Linked DNA regions of Oryctolagus cuniculus: region 2 is linked to region 1. The links are chromatin contacts, called in public Micro-C maps. All regions are on one chromosome and are shown on one strand. Each heading gives the region's core, a stretch centred on a gene start, on an enhancer-like site or on the middle of the called end of the contact. The rest is flanking DNA. Distances are from core to core; before and after follow the strand shown.

Region 1 (5,584 bases), core at 1,814-4,313:
CTGCAGCACCTGGAAGACAATATGGGGCACAGGGTGAGCCCTCCTGGGTGTGATGCTTAGGCTAAAGACATCCGCCCAGGCTGCTCATGGTCACCTAACATCTTCTGGGCCCACAACTCTGCTCCTCCCTCAACAGCAGGCAGAATGACTCACTTCATTTCTGAGATCTTCCTCTTCGGGCTTCTCCTCTGGCGCTTCTGCCTAAACAGCAGAGATACAGATCACAAGTTGGCAGGGGGACCTCAGCTCACCCGACACCCTGCCCTGGACTGGGAGAAACACTGCGGTTATGTCAGGTGCCACCTCATGGGGGAAGGAATCCAGCAAGTGAAGCCCCAAGCCGGGGAAGAACAGGGCTCAAAATGGGCCCACAGTCACTGCTTCCTTTCTGTGAAGTTTACACCAAGTCCTGGACATGAGTTAGATGAGAGGCACAGACAAGCTGAGGTAGCGTCACAGGGCATCAGCAGCAAAGAGAGCTTCTGCTGACCACAAGCAATCCAGCGTGCAAGATATCTCCAGACTATTCTTCTTGCTCCTTCAGTCTACTTACCTGGAGCCCCAGCATCTGCTCCTGCTCTGGGGTGCGGCTGTAGTGTGTGATCACCAGGGCATCATCTTTCTGAGGGGCATGTGGGTTTTCCACAAAGCTGTTCCCTGAAGGATCATCGATGATCTAACAGAGTAATTGCAACAAGAACTCATATACAATGCTCACAGTCCCAGGCAGTTTGAATGGTCTGTCCTGAGCAACTATAACCCCACAATACTCACCAGAGTGAAAGGAGAGTCCATTAGTTTTAGTTCTTTCAGTCTGACGATGAACTCATCAATTCTTTCAGCTATGGCATCTTCATTCGCCTACCATAAACAGAAAGTAAAAGCGTCAGCCCTGTCATGCCATGTCCACCAAGAGACTGACACCTGTCTTAGTGTGAATGGGAACTGAGCAATGAGATGTCAAAAACGAGCCTGAAGTTGATGGGTGGTGCCAGGGTATCTTTTATTTATGTGGCCCAGGCCACCTTCATGCCGGGTAAGGGACAGAACAGACCTCTGATGGGGCTCCCGACTCAGCTGCAGCCAGATGACCAAATGCACAGTTATGTTATTTCTCTGATGCTAAGTATAAAATACAAAGGGACATTTAGAAAGCACAGAGAACCAGAAGGGGATCAGGATTCAGAGGCATTGTTAAGTTGTCCAGGATGAGGCCTGAGCATACACTGGGGGAGGGAGGAGAAAGGAAATATAGCACCCTGGCCACTGCAGGACCACACATGCTCCCCGCAAAGTACTCTGACAGTCAGTGAGACACCATTGAGCCCCCTGGGAAGCTGACGCTCTACCAGACCCACATATGCAATTATCCCTTGAGTTGCTGCAGCCAGAAAACCCCAGCTCACCCTTCGTGTGGGCTGGTCCTGCTCGAGGCCAGAGATAGCACGGTTGATCAGTCCTTCAACAGTGGTCAGAGCTTATGAGCAGAAAGGAAAGGTCAGTGAGTCTTAAGCTCCGCCCCCAAGTGCCTATGCCACCCTGGGTCACTCTACAACAGGAAGCCATCAGCTCTGACAGCAGAGATGCTAAAATTCTATGATAAGGACACCACTGCCTCACTATCCCTCTGTACTATATCAAGCCACTGTTGTACCAATGAAGATCGCAATGACCACATGGCCAAACACATACACAAGCGACTAGGCCTGATACCTTGCGGGACCATGCGAGAAAGCAAGAAGACTCCAGCTACCTATGAACAGCCCGAATACCTCAATGACGTTAAGCTCACCTCCCTTCTGGCTGAAGGCAGGGATTTCAAAATCCAGCTCAGGGATCCTTGTGGTGGCAGAGTCAGTCTTCACCACTTCTCTGTTCATGTCCTGGACAGAAGGGGAAACCTTCAGTGCGGAGAGATCAGGAGCACAGCTTCGGCCAGCGCCGCGGCTCACTAGGCTAATCCTCCACCTTGCGGCTCCGGCACCCTGGGTTCTAGTCCCGGTCGGGGCGCCGGATTCTGTCCCGGTTGCCCCTCTTCCAGGCCAGCTCTCTGCTGTGGCCAGGGAGTGCAGTGGAGGATGGCCCAAGTCCTTGGGCCCTGCACCCGCATGGGAGACCAGGAGAAGCACCTGGCTCCTGGCTTCGGATCAGCGCGGTGCGCCAGCCGCAGCGTGCCAGCCGTGGCGGCCATTGGAGGGTGAACCAACAGCAAAGGAAGACCTTTCTCTCTGTCTCTCTCTCTCTCACTATCCACTCTGCCTGTCAAAAAAAAAAAAAAAAAAAAAAAGGAGCACAGCTTCTCCTGGGGAAAGAACCAGCCCAGCCAGCAGCAGCACCTCTCTCCACTCCAGTGGCGTGAACACGCTACCCAAAGGGCGAGAAGAGCATTCGCTTAGTTCACGCTCCTACAAAATCCACAGGCCGTGTTTATAAATCCTATCTCACCCGAGCAGCTGATGGCACCAAAAGGGGAAACCGAGGCTTGGAGACCCGTGGGAATTTATTCCTGGTCTGACCGCACAGATCGGACCTCAGGCCCTGATACGCTGGGGCACTGCGCTGGGATGCCCTCACCTCCGAAGATCTGACGGTCAAGGCATAACGCACTCCCTGGTCCTGGATCCTGCCTGCCGACTGGATCTCCGTGTTGTCCCAGCCACAGTGCTCGCAGGAGAAGGAGCTCACGATGATTTCTCTGAAGAAGGGGATCTTGGTGAGCAGCAGCCGCGTCATGCCCTACGGCAGCACAGAGGAAGAAGGAAAGAACCAAATGGAACCCCGGTTCCCCGCCTTATGGATCGGACCCCGAGCCAGCCCGGCGGGACACACCTCCGGCCCCCGCCCGCTCCAGCCCTGCCCTCCCGCCGCCGAGCCCCCGTCTCACGTTGCGGTAACAGTTCATGCACAGCGACTCGATCTCGGTGGGCTGCTGCTCCTCGTCCTCGGCGTTGATGGGCCGGAACAGGTGCCCCGCGGCAGGAGGCCCGGCCGCGGTGGGCGAGGGGGCAGCCGGGACGGCCGCGGCCCCCGGGGGCCCGGGCTCCACAGCCCCGCTGGCCGACATCACCACGCGCAGCTCCAGCCTCGGCTTCCGGCTTCCGGCGCGCTCGCGGCCCCACCCCTTTACCCGGCACTTCCGCCGGCCGCCGCCCTCGCCCCTTTTTAAAGTACTCGCCGGGCAGTCGGAGACGAGGGCTCCCGGTTTACCCGGGTTGCGTGGACCGCCACAGCCCGCTGGGTCCGCCGCAGTTCAGCCGTGATTTCCTGCAGGACGTGTTTTCTAGACGCAGGGGCATTTTTTTTTCCGCTCTTGGCAATAGCTCCACCGCATCTCACAAAATTCTCTCAGCCCTTAGGTCTAAACATTGGAGCTCCAGGACAGAGGGACCTAGCTTGTCCCTCCCTGGGTATCCTCCACGGAGCTGCGCTGCAGGTCCCCTCTCGGGGTGGCCCAGCTTCTTCTCAGCCCCTCGGTCCCTCTCTCCCTTTGTGTGCGTCCCACTCCCCATTCTGCCTTCTTAAGCACCTCCCCAACTTCCAGCCTCCAGCGCGCACGCAGCCCCCGTTTTTGCCGCCCTCACATCTCCCTCCCACCCCCCCAGCTGACTCACCCTCCAGGCTTCCTGACCACAGCCCCACCACCTCCTTTCCAACGTGGCACACTTTTCTTTCTACCACTTCCTCTCCTTGTGCTGGGGCCACAGACCACAACTTTGTGGCTAAGAGTGGCTAAATGTAGAGTGTCAGGGAAGACCAGGTGATGCGCTCAGATTCGTGGGGGGTCTTGTGGTGGGAGGGGCGGGAAAGGGTGCTTCCAGGGACAGCCGGAGGGAAAGGGGTCCGTTTGTCCTTTCCTCTTTGCCCCACCTCACCCCCCGGTTCCCAGGGGGTCCAGGAAGGCTTTTGGTGACCCTGAGTGAGTATGTATGAGGGTGAGGGGCTAAGAGTTTGGGGGATCCCAAGAAAAAGAGGCCATCAGAGTGTAGAACATCAGGGACAAAAGAGGCAGGCACCTCAGTGCCACCAAGGCCATACTCTCCTGCAGTGACAGGCTGTGTTCCACCCACACAGTCCTGTGGCAAGCAACCTGTTGAATAGGACCAGTGCAGAGAAAGCCTGCAAGCCGGGTCCACCCTACCAGCCGCGACAGACAGCTGTGGTGTAGCCAGAAGCCGTAAAGCAGAGCCCCTGGGAGGGGCTGATGAGAAGAGGCACAAGGGGTTGCAGTGGGGCACGGGTGTGCTTTGCAGACTGTATATGTCCAAATGAGAGTCACAGCAGGCCAGCAAGCTTCCATGATAAGCATCTATTTCAGTGGAGCCAGACAGCCAGGCTTCAGCCTGGGAGTCAGGAGAGAGTGGCCCGGGATGGGTGAGCACATCCCCAGGGCGTTGTAAGTAGCCTCCCCCACGTTGGAAGGCTCAGTCCCTTATTATGTGCAGAGCCCAGTATAGAAATATGGGCTCTGCCGACTCCCGTCACTGCCTCTGCCATTCATTCTCAGTGGCACTGGAGCCAGCAGAGAAACATACACAGGACCCTCCCGTACTCTCCCTCTGGGGGTGTCCTCCATCCTCCCTCCTGGTCCCCTCCTGTATCCTGCCTCGGCAGGGACCAACTGCCCCTCTGGCCGCTAGGTGGCCACAAGTGATTGGAGCTCAACTGCAGGATGTACCCCTAGTGGCGGCACAAGCTACAGGCGCCGGCCGATAGTGACCTGCAGGCGTAGGGCGTAGGGCGGCTGTCCCTCCCCATTCCCTCCAGCCCTGATTGGAGCAACTCTGAAGATTGCCAAATGAGCACGGGAAGCTGGGTTTACAGTGCCTGCTGAGTGTAATGCGTCCAGATGGGAGAGCCGCAGGGGGCCGGATACGCCCGCACAGCAGCCCCTTCAGCCGCCTCAGCTGTCCTGTAGGACCCTCCGCCCTCCACCCAGCAGGCCTCTTTCAACGACTGCACCCTGCCAGAGGCTCAGATCCATGCTTCTCCAGACAAGAGTTGCGGAGTGGGCCTGGGCAAGCAGACCCTCAGGGCTCCCCCAGATGGCCATGGCCCTGGTCATGGAGGCTGTAAGTGATGTCTTCCCACAGGTCATCCAGACGCGCCTGCAGCTTGCTCAGGGCCTTGCCATTGTCCATTTGCCGGAACTCGGGAGCGAAGGCACTGTGACCAGGAGGGGGCGGCGCCAGCTGCTGCTGGACCTCCTGGGTCTCCTGGTCGATGGTGCGGGTGAAGTCGGCGATCTGCAGGAAGGTGTCATGGCGGAAAGCCTGGAGTCGCTGGCGCACCTCCTCAGAGAGCACCTGAGGGTCCGGGCCGGCTCCCTCCCCAGCCCCGTCCATGCTGGCGCCCACAAAGGCACTGAGCTCATCGCGCAGCTGGTCCAGGTTCTGCTGGATGCGCGCGTGCAGGGCCCCCGCCTTGAGCGTGAGCTTGTGCGAAAGCGCCTGCATGCAGCGGCTGAGGCGCGCCGGGCTGGCGGCGGCGTGCGGGGCCACGCTGCGGTGCAGCTCCTGCACGTGGTGCCCGATGCCGCTCAGCAGGCGCTCGGCGTAAGGGTGGAAGAGCTCTTTGACGCGGCTGG
Region 2 (5,584 bases), core at 1,578-4,077, 290 kb after region 1:
AGCAGCAGCTTCGGCAACTTCTAGTACCTAGGCACCTTCCCTGCCATTATATAACCAAACCATGGCCTAAATAGGCCATCGTACTGTATGTCAACAGCTGTTAGGCACATCCAAGTTGTCAGCATTTGAGAACCCCTTCCAAAGTGGATTCAGATAAGCAGGGAGCAGGCCAAAATATGTTCACCCTGCACACAGAGCCCATGACAACTCCTTATGAATTAAGCTTCACTCCCTGTCCTCAGAGTAATTCAGAGAGCAAGAGATAGGGTACTTGTAACTGTAACTAGGAAATTGCACACTGTTACAGAAACACAAATGAATGCTGGTGTGGTCTCTTCACACATGCAACTCATTGTCCAAGCCATTTCAGTCTCATTCAAGACTCTGAATATTTCCATACATAGGATTGCACAACTGCACACCACAAATGATCAAAGATAAAAACCAACATAAACAGTGACACCCGTTTATAAACAAGCCAACGTTTAAAGTTCTGCAGTCCTAAAGGATACCAAAACTCTCAGTTGAAGAAATAGGCCTCCTCTCCCCCAACCCCCAAACACACACACAGGAAAATTAGAAAGCGGGCAGACCAGCCATAATTAGGTACTGGCTTTGCTGACTACTGAAGACAGAAATGTCTCTTTTGTATATAAAGCCAAGAATCAACTGTTTGCAATTACATTTACAAAAACACTCAACCCTGTCTGTCATAGATTTTTTAATCAATATTTTGATGTATCCAAGGGCTAGAAGATTCAAAATTCTTTAAATCACAGAGACCATAAGCCACACAACCAATTAAGTTCACGGAGTCCATCCCCCAGAGGTCAGAGCAAAATAATCACAGGAGCACAATGTGATTGCTTAGTGGAGGGGGTGGGGAAAATATCAAAACAAGGAACAAGGCACACTGTTTGTAAATAGAAGTTTGGCTTGGCTAACAGTAAATGGGACTGGCAACAGTGGGGGGTGAAGAGATCCACTCATCTTGGGAGTCTGCTCCCCTCCAGGGTGGTCAGGGATCCCTGGACTTTGGTATATCTCATTCAGCTCTGACCTGCAAACTAGAGGCCTTCTGATAAAAACTGACCCCCACCCTCCAGAAGAAAAAAAAAAAAACTGAAGGGGCCCTCCAGAGGAAGTGAAACTGACCAATCAATGTGCCACAGCCACCCTCCCTGCCACCCTGGTAAGAAAGGCCCCTTGTAGTCTTTGACAGAAGGGGGGGGGGGAAGGAACTTCAAGGTTGCAAGAGAGCAGGAGAGAAGGCCTAAATAAGTCACTGGCCTCTGAAAACAAGTGATTGCCATAAAAGCCAAAATAACAAGGCAGGTCGTGATAACCAGAGGCTGGGCTGAGGGGAACTGATGTGGCTTTGGTAGGAAACAGCAGCAGCCATCGGCTCCTTCAGCCGTCAGGTTGAGGGAAAACACAACTGCAGTTTTCAATATATGAATGACTACATGAAAAGTATTCATTCAAGTGCGATACCGAGCAAAGAAAAGGTGCAGCTAAGATGGGCTTTGTGGGTTCCACCAAAACCGAAAGATGCCTCCTGATGTCAACACTACCAATGAAGAAAGTACTGGCAGTGTTTCCATCAAACACGCAATTTCTCATGTATACATACATGGCTTCCTAACTGACCTTGGCCAATTTCACCACTCCGGCTCCAAGAATCCCTGGGGAACCTAAGGGCCCACGGAATGGGATCCTCCCGCGACTAGTTCCTCAGTCGCAAGCTTTCCCAAGCCACTGAAAGCCCACCCTAGGTTCTACAAAGCCCACAGCTCCCGACCCTCCAACAACTAAAAATAACCAGCAACCCAGCGCTCCCCAATGGTTTAACCCCTGATTTCCCAGGGCCACCGGAGACCTGCCCGCCTCCCCCTTCCCCTCGGGTCGCTCTCCCCGGACCCCTTCCTAGGGACAAGAAAACAATTGTCCTCCTGGCCCCATTTTCTGCACGGCTCCTTGCAACAGCCGTGTCCCCCCAAAGGCCCCCACGGGCCCCCTCTCTGCAGCCTCGGAGGAGCCAACGCGCGCTCCCACCTCTGGCACCAGGTGCCAGGCTCCGCGTCGCGCCCTGGACCCTGCACCGCTACGCGGCCGGCCTCGCTCTCCTCCGAGCCGGTCTGCCAGTCCGGCCCCCGTCTTCCCCATCCTCCTGGCCACACTTCACACGCCCCTGCTCTCACTCCCCAGGATTTCCTAACCGCTGGTTCCACACTCCTCTGGGCTTCCAGTCGCCCGGCCCCGGAGAGTTCCAGCCCCTTCTTTCCAGCCAGCCGCCCACCGCCCCCTACAGCGCCCGGCCGACCCTCCCCACGCCTGCCCCTCAGCCCCTCTCTCGGGAGCCCGTGTTTCCCACCGCCTCACGCAGCCCCGAGCCGTGCCCCGGCTCCCCAACGCTCCCCGACACGCCGAGCCCAGCTCGCGGCGCCCGCCGCTCAGCCGGGGGGTCGCGGGTCGCCCCGATCGTCCCGGGCCGCGCCGCCCCTCAGCCGCCCGATCCCGCGGCGCCGGTACCTTGGCCTTGGTGACGAGGTGCGTGGCCCGCTTGACCACGGCGAAGTTGCCCTTGCCGATGGTGCGGTCGATCTCGTAGTAGCCGATGCGAGCGGGCATCGGCCCGCGGGAGGCCGGGGCTGAGGGACGCGGCGGGCCGGCCGACGGGGGCACAGCGGCGGGGGCAGCCGGGGGCCCCGGGGCAGGCGGAGGCAGCAGGCGGCCCGCCGGCCCGGCTCCCCCCGCTCCGGCCCCGGCAGCCCCGCCAGCTCCGCTCGCCGCCGCCGCCGCCATCTTGTTGTGCAGTGAAACCTCCGGGGCCGCGGGGAGCCGGCTGGGGGGGAGGGGGCACGGGGGGGGCGGGAAAAGGAGGGGGGCCCGACGGACGTCACTCCGGGAGGCGGAGCGCCCGCGCGCCGGGCGCCCGGCGCCATGGCAACCGCTCGTCACGTGCCGACGCGCGTCACTGCCCAGAGCCATGGCAACCGTGACCTCACCGGGGAGCTCGACCTTCCCGCCTGGGCCCGGGTTCCTTGGGTGCCGGCTCCAGGGTGCCCCCCTCCGGGGAGCAGGCAGAGGGAACCTCAATCTGGAGGCTTTCCGCAGCGCTGCCCGCCTGCGGGAGCCTGACGCCCGACCCGCAGCCAAGTCCCGCCGGGCCTGGAAGGGCCAATGTGACCCCGACGGTGACCTCTGTCCCAGTTCAACCGCCACCAACCTCCCTTAAAGCAAAAGTACTTCCTCATCACCAAAAATACCAGCCTTGTCCCACTTTAGCCCCTGAGGCCACAAAGGCAGGAATAGCGAGGGTATTTAAGCAACTGTAACCAAGTTGGTAGCAAGGCAGGGGAGTTGTTTGGTAAAATTCCTTCCTCTTACAAAATCCAGCTCGCCCTGTGCGATCAATCGCGTTATCACTAAATATAGAGGGAAACCAGGATTTGCGTTTTCAAGGGCGGAGAAATCAGCCCAAATACGCACTCCAGTCCCGGGGTGGGTGAGGGCCAGGGAGGGTGTACGTCATTTTCCTTCCTACCACCCCCATCCCTGAACAGTTCTATAGCTACGTGTCTGTCAGTGTCTGCACGCTCTTGTTAACCCTGACGAAGCAGTGGTGCATTGTCTGGTAAGCCACGTCATCTTTAAAGACTAGCACGGTCTGTTGGGCAAAACACGTAAGTAAATAATAGAATTTAAAATTCCATCCATACTAGTAACTCTCCAAGGACATTAAAGGTGATCGGCTCTGTAACTTCAGCAATAAAACTCCTATCCCTTCTTCCCTCTGACATTCCACAGCCTCCGCTGGCTCCCAGGCTGCTCCTCCCCCCCCCCCCCTTTCTTAAGTAGATACACTTAGCTGCTTAAGGTGGGAGTGAAGGGGAGGGGAAGTGGGCGGTCAATATGAAGACGGTGTTCCCGCAGGCTAAGGAGGTGGAGGGAGGATTGTTGAAATGTGATTCCTGCACTCTATACTGATCCATTGCACTGTCTTTTGCAACCCTGGAACCATACTGTCAGGTCACTGCATGTACAATGTTAAAAACCAAAACCTACAGGGTTGCATATGTGTGAGAGGGAGCACAGGTGTGTATACTCTGCAACCAGGGAACATTTCCTGGTGCTTTGATTCCCCATCTGACTTTGAGACTAGGGTGGGACAGAAGTGGTGGCTGTTCCAAATTGCCAGCACAGTTAACACTAATTACCTTATTTAAAAGATATATTGATTGTATGTGAAAGGCAGAGTTACAGAGAAAAGAGAGACAGAGAGAGATCTTCCATCCACTGGTTCACTCCCCAAATGGCCACAAGAGCCAGGGCTTCTTCCAGGTCTCCCACGTGGGTGCAAGGGCCCAGGCAATTGAGTTATCTGCTGCTGTTTTCCCAGGCACACTAGCAGGGAGCTGGATCAGAAGTGGAACAGCCAGGACTCGAACTGGTGCCCATATGGGATGCCAGTGTCAGTCACCAGCTCCTAATTGGCTTCTTCACTAACAAATAAGGATAAGGTTGAAGAGGACCTCGACTTCCTGCACTGATCATCAGCTGAACACATTCAACACCAGATAAATGGGGTGTGGCCAGCCACTCCTACACTTTCTGGGCCTTACCTGCCTCTCTCAGGGACTACAGCTTTGGCATCCCAGGCCTGTTTTACCTTTATTTTTTATTCATTTATTTGTTTTTTTGACAGGCAGATTTAGACAGTGAGAGAGAGAGACAGAGAGAAGGGTCTTCCTTCCATTGATTCACCCCCCAAATGGCCGCTACAGCTGGCGCGATGCGCTGATCCAAAGCCAGGAGCCAGGTGCTTCTCCTGGTCTCCCATGGGGTGCAGGACCCAAGCACTTGGGCCATCCTCCACTGCCTTCCCGGGCCACAGCAGAGAGCTGGACTGGAAAAGGAGCAACCGAGACAGAATCCGGCACCCCGACCGGGACTAGAACCCGGTGTACCGGCGCCGCAGGCAGAGGATTAGCCTAGTGAGCCACGGCGCCGGCTACATTTTACTTTCTCACTGTTTCGGTGGGGTGGGGGGGGGGACTCAACAACAGCAACCTTATCTTTCACTCTGGAGGCTGCAGAACTGAAGCCCTGCTCCCAAGTGACTTTGCACTCACAGAGCATTCCTCCACTCACAGACAGTTGAATGACAAGTACGACAACGTGTGCCTCTCTTTCATCAAAAAACAAAACGATAAGGAGGACCTAGAAAATGGAGCACTGGTCCAAGTTCCAAAGAGAAGAGGCAAATCACCCTTGTCCCCTGATCTTGACCGGAGTGCATACCATGTGCTGTGCATTATACCATTTATGCTCCCTGGCTGCATGCATTCAGGCTAGTAGATGGTACGTCCAAGTTGTGTGCCTGCTGGAGAGCTCCCCGAAGAGTCTCCTTGGGTGGAAAGAATATAGAAAATTGAGAAGGAGACTAATCAGAGATGATTGGGGAAGAAAGGAAAATAGTTCAGATGTATAGATTTGATGTTTGTACATTTATTTGAGAGACAGAGACAGACAGCTCCCGTCTATTGGTTCCCCAGGTGGGGCAGGTCTGCATTAGCAGGAA

Evidence for each region. A called contact is a pair of places that touch in the nucleus more often than the background predicts.
Region 2: a contact with region 1 is called in a Micro-C map of ear pinna, with 4 times the contacts expected there. The contact joins the promoter of SIK3 here to the promoter of ZPR1 in region 1. A contact is called at or near these places in 3 of 6 Hi-C or Micro-C datasets (ear pinna, psoas muscle and an unstated tissue).

Annotation. Positions count from the first base shown.
Region 1 is chr1:108,744,357-108,749,940 of mOryCun1.1, forward strand. It overlaps ZPR1 (ZPR1 zinc finger), which reads right to left and starts at 3,064. Exons shown (of 14, transcript NM_001171408.1): 1 at 2,885-3,064; 2 at 2,575-2,736; 3 at 1,793-1,883; 4 at 1,407-1,477; 5 at 775-861; 6 at 554-676; 7 at 154-201; 8 at 1-9. The coding sequence starts at 3,064. All of the region lies in intron 1 of BUD13 (BUD13 homolog), which reads right to left. It overlaps APOA5 (apolipoprotein A5), which reads right to left. Exons shown (of 3, transcript NM_001171409.1): 3 at 5,028-5,584. The coding sequence ends at 5,028.
Region 2 is chr1:109,029,727-109,035,310 of mOryCun1.1, forward strand. SIK3 (SIK family kinase 3) reads right to left here and starts at 2,828. Exons shown (of 23, transcript XM_070078639.1): 1 at 2,533-2,828. The coding sequence starts at 2,805.